2 separate regions of the Pan troglodytes genome follow, and region 1 is linked to region 2. Evidence: chromatin contacts called from public capture Hi-C data. All regions are on one chromosome and are shown on one strand. The core of a region is the stretch at or near the end of the contact, and the rest is flanking DNA. Distances in the headings are between cores, read along the strand shown. Region 1 overlaps TRAK1 (trafficking kinesin protein 1). Region 2 overlaps ULK4 (unc-51 like kinase 4).

What was found. Capture Hi-C pulls out chosen DNA fragments and counts their contacts.
Region 1: a contact with region 2 is called in a capture Hi-C map of stem cell-derived neural stem cells, with 5 times the contacts expected there. The contact joins two enhancer-like sites. A contact is called at or near these places in 4 of 7 Hi-C or Micro-C datasets (blood, induced pluripotent stem cells and stem cell-derived neural progenitor cells) and 1 of 1 other capture datasets (stem cell-derived neural stem cells).

The regions. Positions count from the first base shown.
Region 1 is chr2:46,238,032-46,242,815 of NHGRI_mPanTro3-v2.0_pri, forward strand. TRAK1 (trafficking kinesin protein 1) reads left to right here. Exons shown (of 17, transcript XM_054680574.2): 17 at 1,536-4,369. The coding sequence ends at 2,331. It also overlaps the pseudogene LOC112208704. Among named protein-coding and RNA genes, the nearest start is that of CCK, 42 kb to the right of the region's middle. Within about 2 kb of position 1,695, at least 1 of the 24 cell types and tissues checked has an H3K27ac peak or open chromatin away from gene starts, as enhancers often do. A contact at or near this core is called in stem cell-derived neural stem cells, where this site is marked.
Region 2 is chr2:45,907,467-45,912,002 of NHGRI_mPanTro3-v2.0_pri, forward strand. It overlaps ULK4 (unc-51 like kinase 4), which reads right to left. Exons shown (of 38, transcript XR_010155167.1): 13 at 3,496-3,600; 14 at 1,202-1,262. It also overlaps the pseudogene LOC112208815. Among named protein-coding and RNA genes, the nearest start is that of ULK4, 65 kb to the right of the region's middle. Within about 2 kb of position 3,080, at least 4 of the 24 cell types and tissues checked have an H3K27ac peak or open chromatin away from gene starts, as enhancers often do. A contact at or near this core is called in stem cell-derived neural stem cells, where this site is marked.

The sequences.
Region 1 (4,784 bases), core at 445-2,944, 330 kb after region 2:
CCCAGGGCTGAGGTCACCTGAGTGTGGGGCCAGTTGGTTCCCCTAGCTTGTACGTTGCTTTGAACCTCGTGTTTCCCACGAGGGAGGGGGCCCCTTCTCTGGTCATTGCAAAGACCTGCTCCAGAATGGGCCCTTTTTCTTCCCATTCCCTCCTTTGGTGCCTTTCTCAGAGTACATGGACTTCCTTCTGCCAGACTGGGGAGAGAAGTCTCCATCCCCAGCTCCTAGGGACCACGCAGCTGACCTGCTCCAACGCACACTGGCAGCCCCAGCAAAATCCTGGAGCCGGCACCAGGGCATGTCCCACGAGACTGTTAGGAGGGCTGTGCATCTTTGCCCCTTGGTTGCTCATTGAGAAGCAGTATAGGGCTTCCATGCCTGTTTGGCCTCCCCTGGATCCCTGTAGCAGCTGTTAAAAGAGAACCTTTCCAAGCTTTGCACAGTGGCAGTATCATAGCCAATGAGGTTTATTACTAGTTGAAAATTTTCCCCAATACCCCACCGTGACGACTTGAGATAGAGGCGGCATTGGCAATTTTTGACAGTTTTTAGGGATACTGAATTATTAGGTTGGTGCAAAAGTAATTGCAATTATAAAAAAAAAAAAAAGAACCTTTCCTGCTTTTTAAGCAGACAGCAATGCATTCCCCTCTGCTGCCCTTCTGGAAACTTTTCTGTCCTAATGGACTCCACGACTGGATCCCAACTGCTGGAACCTAGCAAGTCCCTAGTGAGCACAACACGAGTGAATGAACAAATCTTTCTGCTTTCCTTCGGTAACTCAGGCCCCACACATTTCAGTGGGCCTTTCCCTGGGTAGCGCTGTTGATGTAGATCTTTTCATATGTGACATGTCTCCCCGCGACCCTCTAACTCCACTGGTTAGAATGGATTTGGGCAAGGATATAAAGAGGGTTAAGGGCAGCACGGTGCAGAGGAAAGGGCTCTGCACCCAGGATTCAGGAGCTCACGGCCACAACTGACTGGATGGGCACAGCCTGGCCTCAGTCCATGCACTGTGGCCATCCTTACCCTTCCTAAGATAAGGAGTATCTCATCTCCCAGAGTCCTGGTTCACGTCTTGCTTCAGGGAGAAGTAGGTACTAAGAAGGAACGCTGGAATCTGGGTAAATTTGGTGGAGAAAGAGTGCCTCTTTGCCAAAGGGCTTCCTTTCCTGTTCTCTAACAGATTTAGAGTCCCTCAACTTGGGTTGTCCACTTAACAGCCAGATGTGACACCAAGTAAACCCTTAGCTCTGAGCCTGTTTCTTCATCTGCAAAGGGGACAACTATACCCACCAACCAGGGATGAGCAAAGGGGATCATGTGCAGCTTCCTGTTAACTTAAACCGTGCTTCCCTTGAAGGGTGAGAGGGAGGAGCAGACGTGGACAGAGCCTTTGGGGGCCTCAGCTGGTGGAACCCTCTCATTGTGTCCTGGGTCGTCCCTACCCCCCCTGCAGGAAACTGGCCACTGACCCTTTCTATGGAGCTCGTGGGCATTTCTGGTGAATAACCTGTCATCTCTTCTTTCAGCCTTAACTCAGCCCCAACTCCAGCTTGTGGCAGCACCAGCCACTTGAAATCCACGCCGGTGGCCACACCATGCACTCCACGGAGACTGAGCCTGGCTGAGTCCTTCACTAACACCCGTGAGTCCACGACCACCATGAGCACATCCCTGGGGCTCGTGTGGCTGTTGAAGGAGCGGGGCATTTCTGCTGCCGTGTACGACCCCCAGAGCTGGGACAGGGCCGGCCGGGGCTCCCTCCTGCACTCCTACACACCCAAGATGGCTGTGATCCCCTCTACTCCGCCGAACTCGCCTATGCAGACACCCACATCCTCCCCACCCTCCTTTGAGTTCAAGTGCACGAGCCCTCCCTACGACAATTTCCTGGCTTCCAAGCCAGCCAGCTCCATCCTGAGGGAAGTGAGAGAAAAGAACGTCCGCAGCAGCGAGAGCCAGACCGACGTGTCCGTCTCCAACCTCAACCTCGTGGACAAAGTCAGGAGGTTTGGGGTGGCCAAAGTGGTGAACTCAGGGCGAGCCCATGTCCCCACCTTGACTGAGGAGCAGGGACCCCTCCTCTGTGGGCCCCCGGGGCCAGCACCAGCCCTTGTCCCCAGAGGCCTGGTACCTGAGGGCCTGCCCCTCGGATGCCCCACTGTCACCAGTGCCATCGGTGGGCTGCAGCTCAATAGTGGCATCCGGCGGAATCGCAGCTTCCCCACCATGGTGGGATCTAGCATGCAGATGAAAGCTCCCGTGACTCTCACCTCGGGCATCTTGATGGGTGCTAAGCTCTCCAAACAAACTAGCTTACGGTGAGACTGGAGGGGGGCCGGTTGCCCTAGAGGAGACCCACGTTCTCCTCTCTTGCTCCCACCTCCCTCTCTTCCCCCCACAGTGCACTCCCTCCCTCTGCCCTTCTCTGTCCACCCTCTCCTAAGCTAGACAAATCAACCTCGTGCCTAATGGAGGAAGTGTGGAAACTTTGTAAAATGTGTACATAGGACTTGGAGACCTCGTGTCCGCCCTGCTCTTTCTTCCGATCCCACAGGAAGTGCCCCTGCACTGTCATCACTCTCACGAGGACGTCACCTGTGCTAACCCGGGGGAAGGTGGGGTCCTTTCTTCTTTCCTTTTGAGAAGCACTGAAACTCCCAAGTGTGTTCTTATCCCATGGATAGGAAACCAGTGAATTCCGTGGCTGGCACACCACGAGCTGTCACGCGGCACGGGTCGTAACACATCTGGGTGTCATCGGACACCTCACCTCGCCCACCCTGTAGGAGCGTAAGGAGCCTCCATCCTCAGCCACGTGCAGCTGACGTGGCTTTCCTGATTGGAGGGCTTTTCTTTTATGGGTGGCCCAGCTTCTTCAAGACCTTCACTGCTCTGCCTCAGTGGACAGTCGTTTCTTTTTTGAGGTGTGACCTTTTGTTTTCATGCCTTCCCCTTGAAGTCATCCTGTATTTTGTAATCAGCTGTCAGGCCAAATGTCTGACCCGAAAGAGAATGTATTTACACTCATGCTGCGTTGTTCAGCAGCCCCTCTGTGTTCTGTGTGATTTGTTTTATTTTTCCTTTTTTTTAACATATATATGCAGGGAAGTAATGGTACTGGTAGTGTATGTTTTCTATGTGGTTCAAATATGAATTTCGAACACACCAAGCCGCTAATGAGATAGCAGCTTTTTTCTGGGACCCAGAGTCACAACCAAATTGATTTAAGACCGGACCCAAGACACCTTTAACAATAGGACTGAAAGGAAAAAGGATAGAGAAAAAGCTTATTAAAGAAATGTGTCAACACCAAACGTAGAGGGGAAGAACCACAACCAGGCATAATACCAAACCGGTTCCAGGGGGAAACAAGGCTTTGGTATTCCGCTGGCTCCAGCGCTTTTTCTGAAACCCGAGGCTGGCCAGGGTGCTGTCACCGTGCGGTCTTTGATTGCAGCCATTCAATGCCCACATGCTTTTCCTTCTTGTTTCAGAACAGCACATGGTCACAACAAGGTATTTTCTTTCCCTCCAAAGCCTTTTGTCTCCTTGTGCCACTTTTTATCCTTAGGAAAAGATCCAGGTGCTTGTGAAAAGAATCATGAATGCAACAAGGGAGGCTGGTCCTGTTGCTGTCGCCGATTAAGTTTTAAACTTTTATTTATTATTTATGTCTGCCGTATTTTAAATACACATTCTTGTTCCTTCCAGTTCCAGTCATAGTGTGTCTGTGGCATTCCAGTCCAACCATGTGACTTATTTATTCTAATTTGAGGGCTGCACTGTACATTATGGTGTCCCGTGACACCACGTTCCAGACATTTATGGAAGGAAAACATCCCATATAAATGAAACTGTCATTCTGTGTCCTCCCCAGCAGCAGAAGATGTGTCCTTCCATTGAGTGAGGGTAACCTTATGTCCACCAAGGATACTTTGAGAAAGCCCCTAAGGAACAAGCCTCAGTCCCACGGTTTCAGACTATTTATTCTCTGAACACAAGAGTATTGGTTAATTATGTTCTCAGCTCTCCTTGCTGTTGTATGTGTGCATTCACTGCAAGTAACTTATATCTTTTTATTTGAATGTATTTTAAAGCAGTAGATACAATAACAAAGGAATATGAAAACCATGGACTGAATGGACCATTTTATGTATTCAGAGAGAGAAGCCACTCATCATTGCCAGAAATACCATGTAAAAATTGGCAGTTCAGAGGTTGCAATATTTAGTGTAGTAAATAAATAAACGGTCAACATTGTGCAACCACTACCAAAAAGTGTGTTGTAATGCATCAAAAATCAACACAATTTTATTCACTAATGAGTATCAATAAAATAAGTTAAATGATGGAAACCACACTGGTATTCTGATTTGTATTTTGTTTTTATCTTTTCATCAAGGAGACGATCTCTTTATGTAAGACTTCAAAGTGTTTAGCTCTTTGCAAAATTAAATGAAAGGCATATACTTCACATACTGTTATATGCCTTCTTTCTTTCAACATGATATCATACCTTAGACAACTTTCCAGTCAGACTCTGAAGATGTTCCTCAGTTTTCAGGGCTGTGTACTATTCCACTGTGTGCATACACCTGCTGTGAATTATACATACCTTTATGAACCATCCCTTACAGATGGTCACTGGGATAATTCTTTTTTCTTTTTTTTTTTTGGAGACAAGATCTCACTCCATTGCCCAGGCTGCAGTACAGTGGCACAAACATGGCTTACTGCAGCCTTGACCTCCTGGGCTCAAGTAATCCTCCTGCCTC
Region 2 (4,536 bases), core at 1,830-4,329:
TCAAATAAAGCAGATGTCTAAAGCAGAACTGTCCCACAACCTACACTATAACAAAATACAAAGTTCAATACAACTGGAGTAAAAGACAAAAGAGCCTTTGTATAAATAAATCAATTCTCAAATATTGAGAAAAGCACAACTCCTACAGTTCTTAAAAAGTTCCAATTAAATTATTGTAAAAAAAATAACGAGAATAACATGATAGCTAAAAATCACCTGAAATTCCTACCTCCAAATCCCTATACAAAAAAAAGGCAAAATCTAGGAAATGTGATACCCCCTAAAATTAACATATTTTTGGCTGATCTCTATCTTTAGACAAAATAAATTGTAAATATAATCTCCTAAATAACTCAAAGAAGAAAAGGGAAATAGTATTTCCAGGTAATAATTCTCTAGGTTTGCGTAAATAGTCCTACTTGGCACTGAAAGCACTATTAATAATACTTTGCTTCACTTGGCCTTTCAAAAACGTCCTTCTACACAGTTTCTTTTTTGTTTTTATCAGTAATTAAGTTGACCAATATAAACCCTTAGCTGGTTTATTTAAACCTAAATATATTTTAAATTTACTTCAAATCATAGATTCTACTCTAGCCACGATGAATAATTCTCCCCAAATCGAGTTTAACAGCTTAAAATATAATTTGTTAAACAAAAAAACCAATTTAAGGTATGTAAAAATTTCTGATGGTCACCCTAAATAAGACTTTCGTTAGCTCAACAGAAATGTAATAATTATCCCTTAAGTATCTCCACTCCCACACCACCTCCACAGTCATGAACCACCTAGTCCCATTCTCAAATGTCCTGGTCCCTCTAATAGAATCCCAATCCTTCATTGTTGTCCCCAACCCTGTGCACCTATACCAGCCATAAATGGTGGAAATTCAACCAGCTCTAAGAAGGGAAGGGAGGAGAAGACCTCCCACCCACTCTACAGGAAAACTTGCCCAGATCTACAGGAACCTCCCCACCCACAATAGGACTGGGCAGCCCAGACTCAGCTAAGAAATGTCAACAGCTGGCACAAATGAATTACAGATTGTTCGCAATTCGTGTAACACTGCCCCAAGAATATAGCCAATTGTCAAGACAAAATAAATTTAGTTATTCGCATATATTCTATTTGCAAATAAATTTCATATTTGTATCTGTATACAAAGAGTCTACATGTTCGATAAGTCCTTTATGATCCTACCTGAATATGTTGGTAGATGCAATATTTTTGCATCAAATTTAACTGGTGGCTGTTTCATTATCTGTGGTTAAAAAAAAAAGAAAGCTTTTGAGACAATTTTTAAGATGGATATCTGTCTCCTTATATGTCCCTTATGTCAGATAATAAATCAATGAGGACAAAAAAAGAATGTGCAAAATTTGTTACCAAAAAGAATAAGTACAATGACTTTTCGGATTAAAACACACAAATATAGATAATATTTTTTATAATCATTTCAACTGATATCTGTAATAAAATAAAGCTTCATAGAAAACATTCACTCCTATCTTGGCTTACTTTTTAGCTAATTTACCTCTAATTAGAAATTCAGTCATTCAACAAATATCTATTGGGTACCTGCCAAGGTAAGGCTCTATGCCAAGTGCTAATGGGGATACAAAGATATAAAAGACACAATCCTATTTTCAGAGAGCTGACATCCTAGTTGGGAAGATGAGACAAACATTCGATAAACAACAAAATATTTCACAATTCAAAACATGCAGGACATAACTACAGAGAAAACACTGGACAGAAAGAATTTTTTTGTAAATAGTAGTTTAGAGCATACAGCAAGCACTTTAGTTGATATAGTTAGGACTGGGTTTACAGAGAGGTAGATGGTGGGTTGAGGTCTTGAAGGATGGTTAATGGTTATATCAGAGAAGACACCACTCCAGGAAGCCATAATAGCATGAATTGGAAAGTGCACAATTATTAATCAAGTATTATGCCACTCCAATTACCACATTCTACTGCCCTCCAAAAGGAGGAACAGATAGGGATTATCCTGCCTGACTAACACTATACCAATTTTAATTCCCAGGTTTTGCTAACTATACTACAGACCTATAAGATGTGAACATTAAGAGCAGCTGGGCAAAAGGTATACAGGAACTCTCAATTATTTTTGAAACTTTTCTCTAAGACTAAAAGTAGTTAAAAATTAAAAGTTAAACACAAAAATTTCTACTGATTAAGGCTTCCCAGAAACTATCAAATATGGTTATAAGAGGGAAAAAAAGAAACACAGAATATCGTCTAAAGCAAGCCTGTCCAACCCGTAGCCCATGGGCTGCATGCAGCCCAAGACGGCTTTGAAAGTGGCCCAACACAAATTTGTAAACCTTCTTAAAACATTGTAAGATTTTTTTTGCAATTTTTTTTGTTTTTTTAGTTCATCAGCTATCGTTAGTGTATTTTATGTGTGCCCCAAGACAATTCTTCTTCCAATGTGGCCCAGGGAAGCCAAAAGATTGGACACCCCTGGTAAAGATAACACAAATTGTTCTAGAAAGCCCACGTTGAAAATGCCCCAATGCTCATCAAACTTAGCATAATAAAGTTACTCTGCCAGACATATGAACTCACAAAAAGAAGTAGCTCCATTATGAAAAATAGCTAAATAATCTATATGAAATGCTGTCTATCTAGAAAATAAATATGAATTCAAGAACCTTCATGGTCTAAACCACAGTAATGTTCCCAATGAGATAAGAAGAAAGAGTCACGAATTAATACAGAAAAAGACATTTAAAAATAAGAAAAAGAAGCAGGAAAATTAAAATAGAGAAAAAGTAGTGGAATGTGAGTATGTTGGGGAGCTGGAAGTCAAGACAAAACAGAGGGACTTAGAAATGAATTTGTTTTTTAAAGTAGATACTCATTATCCCCTAGCAAGAAAGTATTATATTCCAAAAGACAAGAAGCAAAAAAACTCACACTGGTTTAGAAGTACATTGTGAACTACGACTTCGCAAGCTCCCAGAATGTCTCCCCATCGTCTCCCCTGCAGTCTTAACAACCTGTGAGAGGGTAGGGCTTCTGTGTGATCTGCCTGCCCAGCCCAGCCTGGTAAGCAGTGCCCTCTGACTGCTTCTGCCTTCGAAATACATCAGAGACTAGAATATTTAGAGTGATTCACATTAGTGCATACGGAGAAACAAAAGGACTGAGAGCTAAGGTCTGAGGTCAAGAGGCTGGCAACCCCTCCATGGCATGTGGAAGAAAGCAGTAGTGAGAGGCAGCAGAGCTGACTCATTCAAAACAGAGGGGAGAAAACTTAGAACTCCAGTGAAGTGGAAGTGAAGGCAGAGGAAAGGGTTGCAGACAGAGGGGGAGCTGCAAATGCAGACATGCAGCACAAATGACACAGAAGCAGACAAGAGAAACAGGAAAGATTATACAGTAAATAATATTCTGAATGAAAATCTCATGCAGATTTCAGATCTCAGTAAAGTCTACAACTCAGTTGTTAGAGTGTCTTTCTGCACCTTTGGATTGTCGATAATGGGGGTGACAACAAGATCTGAGTCCATGTAGATAAGCTCTCTCATCTGGGATTCCAGGTCCTGCTGACTCAGGTGTCCACTTGTAATCTGAAATGAGAACAAAAATTAGACTTTGTTTCTGCGACTAATGTAGATCTTTAAAACACTGAACCAGTAAGATGCTGAGGAAGACACCACTGTAAAATATCACCTATATCAATGTACTTCAACTGCTATTCAAGATGGTTGCAGTCTCATTTGATTTTCACAAAAATCCTAAACTGTAGGCACCATCATTCCCATTTTACAGATAAAAATATAAAACTCTGAGAAAGTAACTGAATTGCTCATGTTACCACTAAGTCTGGCTAGGACTAGAAAAAATATCTTTACAATTCAATGTTCTAAACTGTGATGAGGCAAATTGGTTTTTCCATAACAGCATGGCTTCCTTTTTTTTTTTTTTTTTTTTTTTTGAGGCGGAGTCTCGCTCTGTCCCCCAGGCTGGAGTACAGTGGCGTGATCTCGGCTTACTACAAGCTCTGCCTCCCGGGTTCACGCCATTCTCCTGCCTCAGCCTCCCAAGTAGCTGGGACTACAGGCGCCTGCCACTGTGCCTGGCTAATTTTTTTGTACTTTTAGTAGAAACAGGGTTTCACCGTGTTAGCCAGGATGGTCTCGATCTCCTGACCTCATGATCCACCCGCCTCGGCCTCCCAAAGTGCTGGGATTACAGGCGTGAGCCACCACGCCCAGCCTTTTTTTTTTTTTTTTTTTTGAGATAGAGTCTCACTCCATCACACAGGCTGGAATGCAGTGGCACAATCTCGGCTCACCGCAACCTCTGCCTCCCGGGTTGAAGCAATTCTCCTGCTTCAGCCTCCCAAGTAGTGGAATTACTGGTGTATGCCACCATGCACTGCTAATTTCTGCATTTTTAGTAGAATCGGGGTTTCATCATGTTGGCCAGGCTGGTCTCAAACTCCTGGTCTCAGGTGATCCACCCACCTTGGCCTCCCAAAGTGCTGGGATTATAGGCGTGAG